Regions from separate parts of the Mus musculus genome. Here regions 1 and 3 are each linked to region 2. The links are chromatin contacts, called in public Hi-C and promoter capture Hi-C maps. All regions are on one chromosome and are shown on one strand. Each heading gives the region's core, a stretch centred on a gene start, on an enhancer-like site or on the middle of the called end of the contact. The rest is flanking DNA. Distances are from core to core; before and after follow the strand shown. Region 1 has its middle 9.7 kb from the start of Gm25112. Region 2 holds the start of Zfp386 (zinc finger protein 386 (Kruppel-like)). Region 3 holds the start of Ptprn2 (protein tyrosine phosphatase, receptor type, N polypeptide 2).

The links. Promoter capture Hi-C pulls out the DNA fragments that hold promoters and counts their contacts. Hi-C and Micro-C count contacts between places; a contact is called where the count stands out from the background.
Region 1: a Hi-C map of adipose-derived mesenchymal stem cells shows a contact between it and region 2, with 1.7 times the contacts expected there. The contact joins the enhancer-like site here to the promoter of Zfp386 in region 2. A contact is called at or near these places in 3 of 39 promoter capture datasets (the 3T3-L1 cell line, cranial neural crest and embryonic stem cells), 2 of 484 Hi-C or Micro-C datasets (adipose-derived mesenchymal stem cells and bone marrow-derived macrophages), 1 of 115 datasets of contacts at active chromatin or transcription factors (bone marrow-derived macrophages) and 1 of 9 other capture datasets (macrophages).
Region 3: a contact with region 2 is called in a promoter capture Hi-C map of hippocampal neurons, with 2.3 times the contacts expected there. The contact joins the promoter of Ptprn2 here to the promoter of Zfp386 in region 2. A contact is called at or near these places in 7 of 39 promoter capture datasets (cranial neural crest, embryonic stem cells, hematopoietic stem and progenitor cells and 4 more) and 1 of 484 Hi-C or Micro-C datasets (embryonic stem cells).

The regions. Positions count from the first base shown.
Region 1 is chr12:116,465,910-116,468,718 of GRCm38.p6, forward strand. No RefSeq gene overlaps it. Among named protein-coding and RNA genes, the nearest start is that of Gm25112, 9.7 kb to the right of the region's middle. Within about 2 kb of position 1,327, at least 65 of the 459 cell types and tissues checked have an H3K27ac peak or open chromatin away from gene starts, as enhancers often do. A contact at or near this core is called in adipose-derived mesenchymal stem cells, where this site is marked.
Region 2 is chr12:116,046,256-116,049,192 of GRCm38.p6, forward strand. Zfp386 (zinc finger protein 386 (Kruppel-like)) reads left to right here and starts at 1,469. Exons shown (of 3, transcript NM_019565.4): 1 at 1,469-1,611. The coding sequence starts at 1,603.
Region 3 is chr12:116,484,362-116,487,456 of GRCm38.p6, forward strand. It overlaps Ptprn2 (protein tyrosine phosphatase, receptor type, N polypeptide 2), which reads left to right and starts at 1,359. Exons shown (of 23, transcript NM_011215.2): 1 at 1,359-1,612. The coding sequence starts at 1,504.

The DNA.
Region 1 (2,809 bases), core at 77-2,576, 420 kb after region 2:
GTTTTTCGAGACAGGGTTTCTCTGTATAGCCCTGGCTGTCCTGGAACTCAAGCTGTAGACCAGGCTGGCCTCAAACTCAGAAACCTCCTGCCCCTGCCTCCCAAGTGCTGGGATTAAAGGCGTGCGCTACCTCATCTGGCTCAACCCTACTTTTAATAAGGGTTCTTAAATGCTTTAACCTCCCTTCTAGCCCACCACCCACCAGTGGTAGTAGAAAAGAAAGGTTATTTAGGATACAGGGGAACTGGACCTGTTTAGAAATTGTTCTTTGGAGCAAATCCCATCTGTGTTGTCAAGAATCATCAGTAGAATTTACAGGATTCAGCAGCAGCAGCTCGATCCACTCGAAAATACTTCACAAATAATACCAGCAGTCTAGTTCAGTAGAGTCAGGATAACAAACAGGAATCAGTAGCCGTGGCACGACCTAGCAGAGACAGCCAGGCCTCAGCCAAATCGGCGAGTCAGCAGGAGGGATTAGGTCCAGCAGGGATGCCAGGATAAGTTCTTTGCAGTGGTTCAATGAAGTGAAGATCAGCCAAGACCAAGAGCAGTGTTGCAGAGCTAGCTATGCCAGCAAGCCCCTCTCAGTGTCCATTCAGTCCTATTTATACTCCCTCCAAGCATCATGTGGCCTCCATGGCTTTGCCTCACCTTGTGAGTCTGTATCAGCTGAAATCACTCTGCCTATCTGCCGAGTTGGAGGAAGTGGCAAGAAGCTGCCAACACACCACCAGAAGTTTTTTGGAGCATTTCTCTCTATGGAGTCATGACAAATGGAGCTCAACAGCCCAGTGTAAGTAAGGCAGACTAATACATGCATGTCATTAGAGAAGAATCCCTCATCGTGTCCTTTCATGTGCTTGCTTTAGCAAAATATCCTTTCACTTGTGTCCGCTTTGGGGAGATGTTCCTACATGAGTTTACCCTGGCAAAACACCATCCCAGGACAACTGACTTTCCAAAGAAACCCGAAGCGTCCACTTCACACCACGTCCCCAAGACTGTTTTCATTCTGATGGTAAAGTTTTGTATTCCATCAGTTACTTCACATTCTCCTCAAAATGGATGTGTTGGTATGTGCATGCTGCTAAATGGGATGGTGACATCTTGGGGCTTTGGTTTACATTGCTTAGAGCTTTAAAAAAAAACACACCCCACACCCACACAGGAAAAAAAAGGTGTGTGTTGGGGGATGCCCTCTGACTGTAGTGTGCACTTTCCAGTGCATTCTGCTGACTGGGTGGCTGCTTCAAGACTTGGTGCCTGACGCATCCTGCTGGGTGTGGAGCAGTGACTCGCTTGGTTGTGGTTTACACTGCCCAATGCACGCTGATGGGTATGGCTATGGGGTGGTTACTTCCTGGATTTGGCTTACACTGTGTGATACACTCTTCTGGGTGTAGGCGGTGACTCAGGTGCCTTGGCTTTGCACTGCCTGATGTTTGCTGTTTCCCACCTTTGCAGGGAAATGGCTACTCTGACCTCTGATCTATTGTCTACGTACAGTGGCACTTTATGTCTTGCTGCGTTGTCTGAGTTCTTTATATGCTGCCTTGGTTCAGTCTCACCATTGTTTCTGTTCCTTGGCGGTCCCTTGCGTATCTTTGCTCTGGGGAGTTTCTGAAAGTGTTAGCCTTTCACTCCTTTTTATTCTGGAGCCCTGTCCTGCTGCTCCCAGGCTCCCACGTCCCAGAACAACATAGCACTGGTCTCTGTCTTATGTTAGTGACTTCATGTGAATATCTGCCCGTCTTTACTGAATTGTAAGAACAGTCACTGAAAAACAGATTGATACTGAGCATGTCTAGACAGACAAATAGATAAGTGGATGGATGGCAATTCAAGTAGACTTCATGAGCAGTTAAGACTGAGCCAAGGCTCTGGGACAGTCAGGTGTACTCTGGGTTCCAGGTATACACATTAGGTGGTTATGTGATAGGTTGCTGGGTTGCTGTTGTCTATCACAATGCTATCTATGTGTTCTCTTTGTGTGGTCCAGGTGATGATGTTATACTTCTCTTTGTCTGATGTGTTTCTTAAGTTCTCAGTCCTAGTTTTCCTGATGTGTCTTTAGTATTCCCCTGTGCTCATACATACCCAGTCTACTTAAATTGGTGGTTTCTATGGTAGTTTGAATGAGAATCACCCCCATAGCCTCATGTTTGAATACTCTAAAAGAGGTTGCCAGATAGGAACACCAGCTCACACACACACACTCCTTTTCTCTCCCTACCCCATCCCTTCACTTTCTTCCTGGGCAGGTCTCTCACTGTGTAGTTCAGGCTGGCCTTGAACTTACAGTCCTGCCTCATTTTGAATGCTGGGATTCCAGGTAGACAGTCTGGTAAATGGATTTCTGGAGGTGTTTAGTTGCCTGATTCCTGTCTGTCTATTATCATGAGGGTGCAGTTCTGTCCATCCATCAGCATTATATGAGAATGTCCTTTCCCTCAACCTTTCCAGCCCTATGATATGCTAGCAGCATTTGTAGAGAAATGAGGAAAAGTATATTACCTAGTTTTAATTTTAGCTTCTGGGCCAGTTGGTTCTTTTCCTGAACTCTCTGGATGTCTTTCCTCAACTTCACTGCTGATTTCTGAGTGGCTTGTGCTGCCATCTGTCCTGGAGTGGGTGGAGGAGGCCAATTGCTTCTCCCTTCACCACTGCCAGCTTCCAGCGTGACTTTCCTTGGTATGTTAAGATATACCACTATATATTCTGATTTCCATCTTTTAAAACAGGCACTTTCTTCAGTTGGATTTATGCCTCTTAAAAACATGTTACCCTTGTTTTCCTGGTCTTTGAG
Region 2 (2,937 bases), core at 219-2,718:
ATCCGGAGACTTCATCCAGCAGCTGATGGATGCAGAGTCCCACAGACTAACATTAGGCTGAGCTGTGGGAGGAGGTGGAGGAAGAGGAAGAAGGATCGGAGGAACCAGAGGGATCAGGGATACCACAGGAACATGGCCCACAGAATCAACTGACTGGAGCTCGTCGAGGCTCTCAGAGATCAGAGAGCATGTAGGGATCTGACCTAGGTCTTCTGCATATCAGTTATTGTTGAGTAGCTTGGTCTCTTGTGGAATTCCTAACAGTGAGAACAGGAGTTGTCACTGATACTGTTGTCTACCTGTGGGACCCTTTCCATCCTACTGGATTGCCTCATACAGCCTTGATGTGAGTGAAGTCTTATTGTAGCTTGTATGCAGTGTTTGGTCCCTGGGAGGTCTGCTCTTCCCTGAGGGGAGGAGGCTAGTTGGATATGGGGGAGAAGGGAAGTTGGGGGGAGGACTACCATGGGGATGTAAAATATATGATAGAAGAATAAAGAATAAACAAAATAAGAACAAATCTTAAAAAAAATTTAAAAGGTCACTGACAAAAGAAAGGAAGGAAGAAAACAAGCAAGCAAGCAGCATCCTACTGCAGTTAATATTTCCATTATAATTACAAGAGAATTTAGGACCAAAGACATCAACCCTTTCTATCTTCTAAACCATCCTTCTAGCCATAGTCCATAATTGGATCATCAATTACTAAATTCTCCACTAATATATTAGCAAGTGTCATTAATCTTGAAGGGCCCTTGATAACTGTCACATTAGAAACTGTATTATATGAAATAAAATCTTTAAGCAAGCATAACACAAGAATTTTTCCCTTTTCTACTAGCATCATATTAGGTACAATCCTGATATCCCAAGCCATTTGTAACATCCGTTTGATGCTTCCTTTTCTAAAAAAATTAGTGCTACCAGGGAAAGAAGGGTCTCCTTTCAAGCTGATTATGAGGGAAGGGTACATCCTCACTGGCCCCTGAACATGTTAATGCCTGTTCAGCACTCGGATATGAAGCGTGCTCTAGCACACACCGCTCTTTAAATTTCTTAAAATGAACACTAGAATAGTTTAAACTGAACCTCTCATTTGTACTGGACACTGCTGACTTGGGAATGCTTCCTATCTCAAAACCCAGGAAGGAGATCCGAGTCCAAACATGGTCTAGGAAATATAAAATTAATTGTCGTTATGTTCCCTGACTTGTGGACCATATGATTACACAAGTACAAGTGATGAGTCGCAAGGCATAACGAAGAAGGAAAAGCCACAGGTCGCCCTGGAAACTAAATCCGTCGAAGCCCGCCTCAAAAACAGGTTCATCCTAGAACTTGCCTTTCGGACCTCATTCGGCCGTGGGTTGGTGCTATCTGATGTCAATCAAGATCAGGAGGGCGGGGCGGGAGTGATGGCAGTCACTTTGCTGGAAAAGTATTGGCTGAGAACCCGCCAATCAAGTTCACAGAGCCTTGACAATATCGCGAGTCCACATCCCGTACGCGACCTTTGTGTTGGAAAATGTGAGCGTGTTTTCCAGCTTTTGGAAGCCCCGGTGGCCCTTACGAAATCACGGGTGCTGGAGATGCAGGAGAGCCATGGAGATGGTGAGCAATGGTCGCGAGGCTGCGCGGAGGGTTGAGTAGGCGGGAGTCTGCGCTCCGAGGGGGCGCCGGGCGGGCCTGGTCGGCTCGGCCTAGGGCGGAGTTGGGCGGCTGCACGGACCTGGCGTCCTCGGGTGCCCCGGAAGGGAGGAGCAGAGCAAACACTGATTTTGCTACCAGGCCTTTGCCTTGCAGCGGCCTCTGTGTCTGCAGCCAGCAGACTGCGGGAGATGGCCTGAAGGAGCATCAGATAATCCAGTCTCCGTGGCGGAGGTTCCTGCGGGACAGCAGCGGGGCTCCCGCTCGCCTCCCAGAGTTTTCCCGTTTCCCCCTTGCGCCTGGTGGATGTACCAGAAATAGGTCAGATCCGAAACTCTTTCCCCACCCTGCAACTCTGTGTGCCATTCCCAATCAATATCAACTGATGGGTTACCGTGATGTATTTCAATCAGATGGCTTTTGACATCGTTTTTCTAAAGATTTAATGAATGGCGCTTTATCGTTGGCTTTCTTTAAGTTTTTGTATCAGTATATATTAATTATACATCCTAATGAGTTTCATTATGGCATTTTCACACATGCATATGTATTTTGAACATATCCTCCATTGTTTCTTTCCTGTCCCTCTCCCACGATAACTCCCTTCTTTCCTAGCTGCTCTAGGATAGACAAAAGTCTATCGTTTGGTAAGCCAAGGAACTTCGTTAGGGTTATTTACCGAGGGATTAATTACAGGAGCCCGGGCATATAATTAGTGGCAACAGGACACTAGAAAATATCTCTCAACCACTTACCAACTGTTCACTGCCCACAAATCCTCAGGGAGGGGTGAGGACAAGGAAGTATTGTTAGGTCCAGTCTTTTGCAGGTCTGCGCATTTAATCACATTTGCTGTCATACATGTGAGATATCCTCAGAATACCATTTTGTAGAAATTTTGCGTCTTTTGCTTCTTAACAGTTCACCCTTTCAACACCCAGGCTGGTTGTTTGTTTAAGTCTTTTGATTTGGTTTTTGTACGCTCCTCCTTTCGCCTTCTAAGCCACAGATACCTTCCCACAATGTTTTTCGGTTGAGTTTTTCCCCTTTCGTGACCCCCACCCTCAGCTTTAGTGATTTCCTGCACTTGGGCCTGGCACCTTGTGTCCACAACTGCTGTGTGCTTATTATCTAGCACACATTGACCTCTGTGCCCACTCCTTAGACAACAGCCTGAGCTTCGAGGTGCAGTGAGGGAGCAGCTGGATGCCCTCAGGCTCGTAGACTCTGACCTTAGAAGCCCTTTTGTTTGTTGTATGCATGTCTTGGTGACCAAGAACAGTATTGAAG
Region 3 (3,095 bases), core at 109-2,608, 440 kb after region 2:
CAAGAGAATCGGTGTCATTGATGTCTGCTTAAGGGTCTTACACCGTTTGGGGGTGTAGTGTTCTAACTGCTAATGCTACTGAAAATGGTGAACAGAGCCAAAGTGATATGAGGCTTACCATCCTTCTTCCTAACCAGACAGGCATTTTCAGGACCACAGGCAACACCTTTGTAGGGGACCCTGTTGCTGTGAAGTGTTGCGGTGGTCTTCTGGAGTAACGGCTTTTTCTACTAAGGTACATTCTCACTTCCCCAGGTTGGGGGCACAAGGTCTGAAGGAGAGACTGGGATAAAAGATTTGGAAGGCAAAATCAGGATGGGGCCCAACAAAGGCGCGAGAATAGATGTCAGAATCTTCAGGCCCAACACCTAGTTTAGTTAGTTGTAGATAGGCCGGACTGAAAGATAGCTCCGTCACTGCTGCCCCAAGCCCCAGTCAGACCAAATAGAGGCAGTCTTTCTCCAAGGGACCTTGTGGCAAGGGGCATTAAAGGGAGGGATGGAAGGAAGTGAGAGGACTGGCCAGGCAAGGGAGGGCAAACTCAGGATGGTGGTTGGGACTCCTAGCAGTGACACAATGACACGAAATGGAAAGATACTGGCTCTATGGGAGACCTGAGGGAGGAAGTGGGCTGTTCCCTTAAACGCAAGCATGCATACGTTGAGACTGTTACATTCAAAACAAACCCACTCACATATACACACACACCTCCCACAGTCTTCAGATGCCAGGGGTACCACCCCATTGAATCCTGCCTTTGTCTATGGGTCTTTTGGAAAGTGGTCTGAGAATCTGCACTTGGTCCCTCAGCACTGGCCATTCCAGGGATAGACTGGACTGTGAGCATGGAAGGCCCCCAGGTAAACATGTCTAAAATTCGGACTCGACGCCGCATGGGGTACACTCCACGGTCACTCTGACTCCTTTTGTTCTGTTTGAGGACTCCATCTGCAACTCCCACCCCATCAGCCTCCTATTCAGGCCCTGCACAAAGTTGAAGTTTTCCTCTCTTGGCCTACCTTCGAGATGCAGCTTCCAGTGGATCTATGCCTGCAGACCCCAACAGCTGCCACCACTTACTGCGGACAGTTGAGTTTAAACACTGAATAAGAGGGAGTTTGGTGTTTCAGCAGCACAACCACACTTCCAAGTGTCCTTTCTCCACGAACCGATCTGGACACTGCAGGGTGACCCTCGAAGATCCCAAGCAGAAGGGACCACAGCTTGTGGGGATAGAACCCGCTTCTCGGGAGGGGAGCGAGCACCTCCTGCCTATCCCCCGCGAGGTGGGCGTGCCTGAACGTGCATGGCTGACAGAGGGCGTGGTCATGGGCGGGGCCGGCGGCGGGGGTGGGGCCGGTGGCGCTGTCCGGTGCTGAAGCTCGGCCGGCGCCGCCGCAGGAGCGCTGAGAGCGCCGCGAAAGGAGCTGGCGCCGCCTCGCTAAGTCCCTATCGGTCCTTGCTCCCGCGCGGCCATGGACTGAGCGCCAACCGGCTGCGGGGATGGGGCCGCCGCTCCCGCTTTTGCTGCTGCTGCTGCTACCGCCGCCGCTGCCTCGCGCTCTGCCCGCCCCCGCGTCTGCCCGCGGCCGGCAGCTCCCGGGGCGCCTGGGTGAGTGAGGGGCGCGGGGATGGGAGCTGGCGCTGGGTTCTGTGTGCCCGTGCGCAGCCGCAGGGCCCGCGGGCCCGCCGTGCGTCTTCCGGTCCTCGCCAGCTACGTGGGGCGGGTCTCGCCCCCCTCCCCGCCTCAGTTTCCCTCCCCAGTGACCGACCCCACCCCCTTTGGCTATGGGCCCCTGCGTCAAGGACCTGGGACAGCTCAACCATACGGTTGTCCACGCCCCGCGTGTTTGTGCATCCCGGAGTGTCCACGCTTTGCGCGTGCCCCAAGTGTCTATGAGCCCTGCCTGCTCTCGTGTTCCCTACGTGTGTCCGTGCGCTCCGCGTGCTACCTGAAGGGCCAGGACGTGGCTTAGTGAGTGGCTGGGTCCTTCCATGGAGGCTGTCCTCTCCTGCTACCATGCGCTGCGCCTGCCTTTTCCCTCTCACGAGGCAAATCCTCGGTCTGCCGGTGAAGACTGGACCGACATTTTCCTTTCCTGACACGCGGAAGGAAAAGGAAAGGCGACAGGGAGGGAGGGCGGAACTGGTGGCCTTTCTGACATGGCACCTCCCTCCTGCTAATCTTGTCTGTTAAGGAGATTTACCACAAACCCAATGTTTGTAAGAGGCTTTGGGGCCAGAATTACAACACATAATGGACTAGAACAATCAGTATTAGAGGAGAGAGTGTGCACGCCTGTGGATGGTAGGCAGTGAGGGGTGAGCTGCAGCCTTGGCCCGAGCTCCCCTCAGGCTCCACACCTCCTTCCTCCCGCCTCTGGTCTTCAGAGGTGTTTCAACCTTGCAAAACTCAAAGAAAGGGACTGCAGAGAGGAGGGATCTTTGCTCTCCCAGCCCTTTGGCTGGCTTAGGGCTGGTTCCCTAGGCTTTCCTGGCCTCCTGATCTCTCCACACCGAGGGTCTAGTTTAGTTTGCAGGAACTACTTAGGATGGAAAGTAGGCCCTTGCCTACCACATGAGACTCCTTGAACAGGCATTTTTTTCCCCAGTCTACTTCCCCCATGACCAGCTCACAGGCCCCTTATTCCTCACTGAGTGGCTAAATGTGTCCTTTATTCAATAGGGGTGTGTGTGTGTGTGTGTGTGTGTGTGTGTTCTGGATGTGTGTGTGTGTGTGTGTGTGTGTGTGTGTGTGTGAAGCTTTTGCCTTGTTCACCCCAGATGAACCCAGAAGACTAAGATATACATTAATTTTCTCTCTCCTATTCCTTTCTTACTGGCTAGAAACTGGCCTGTTACTTCTTGGGAGAGCTGATTGCCCAGATGGCCAGATGTCACCCTTCACAGGCACAAGGCTGCAAACAGGTCAGGGAGTAGCAGGACACCAGAGGTGGCCCTACCTTATGGCAGAGCACGGGAGGAGATGCTTTCCTAGGTAGTCGATGGCTCATAGCATTTTCTCAAAACCACAAAGAAAGGGGAAGAAGGTTGGGGATGTGAGGCTGGCAAAGGTAACCCAAAGACAGAAATGT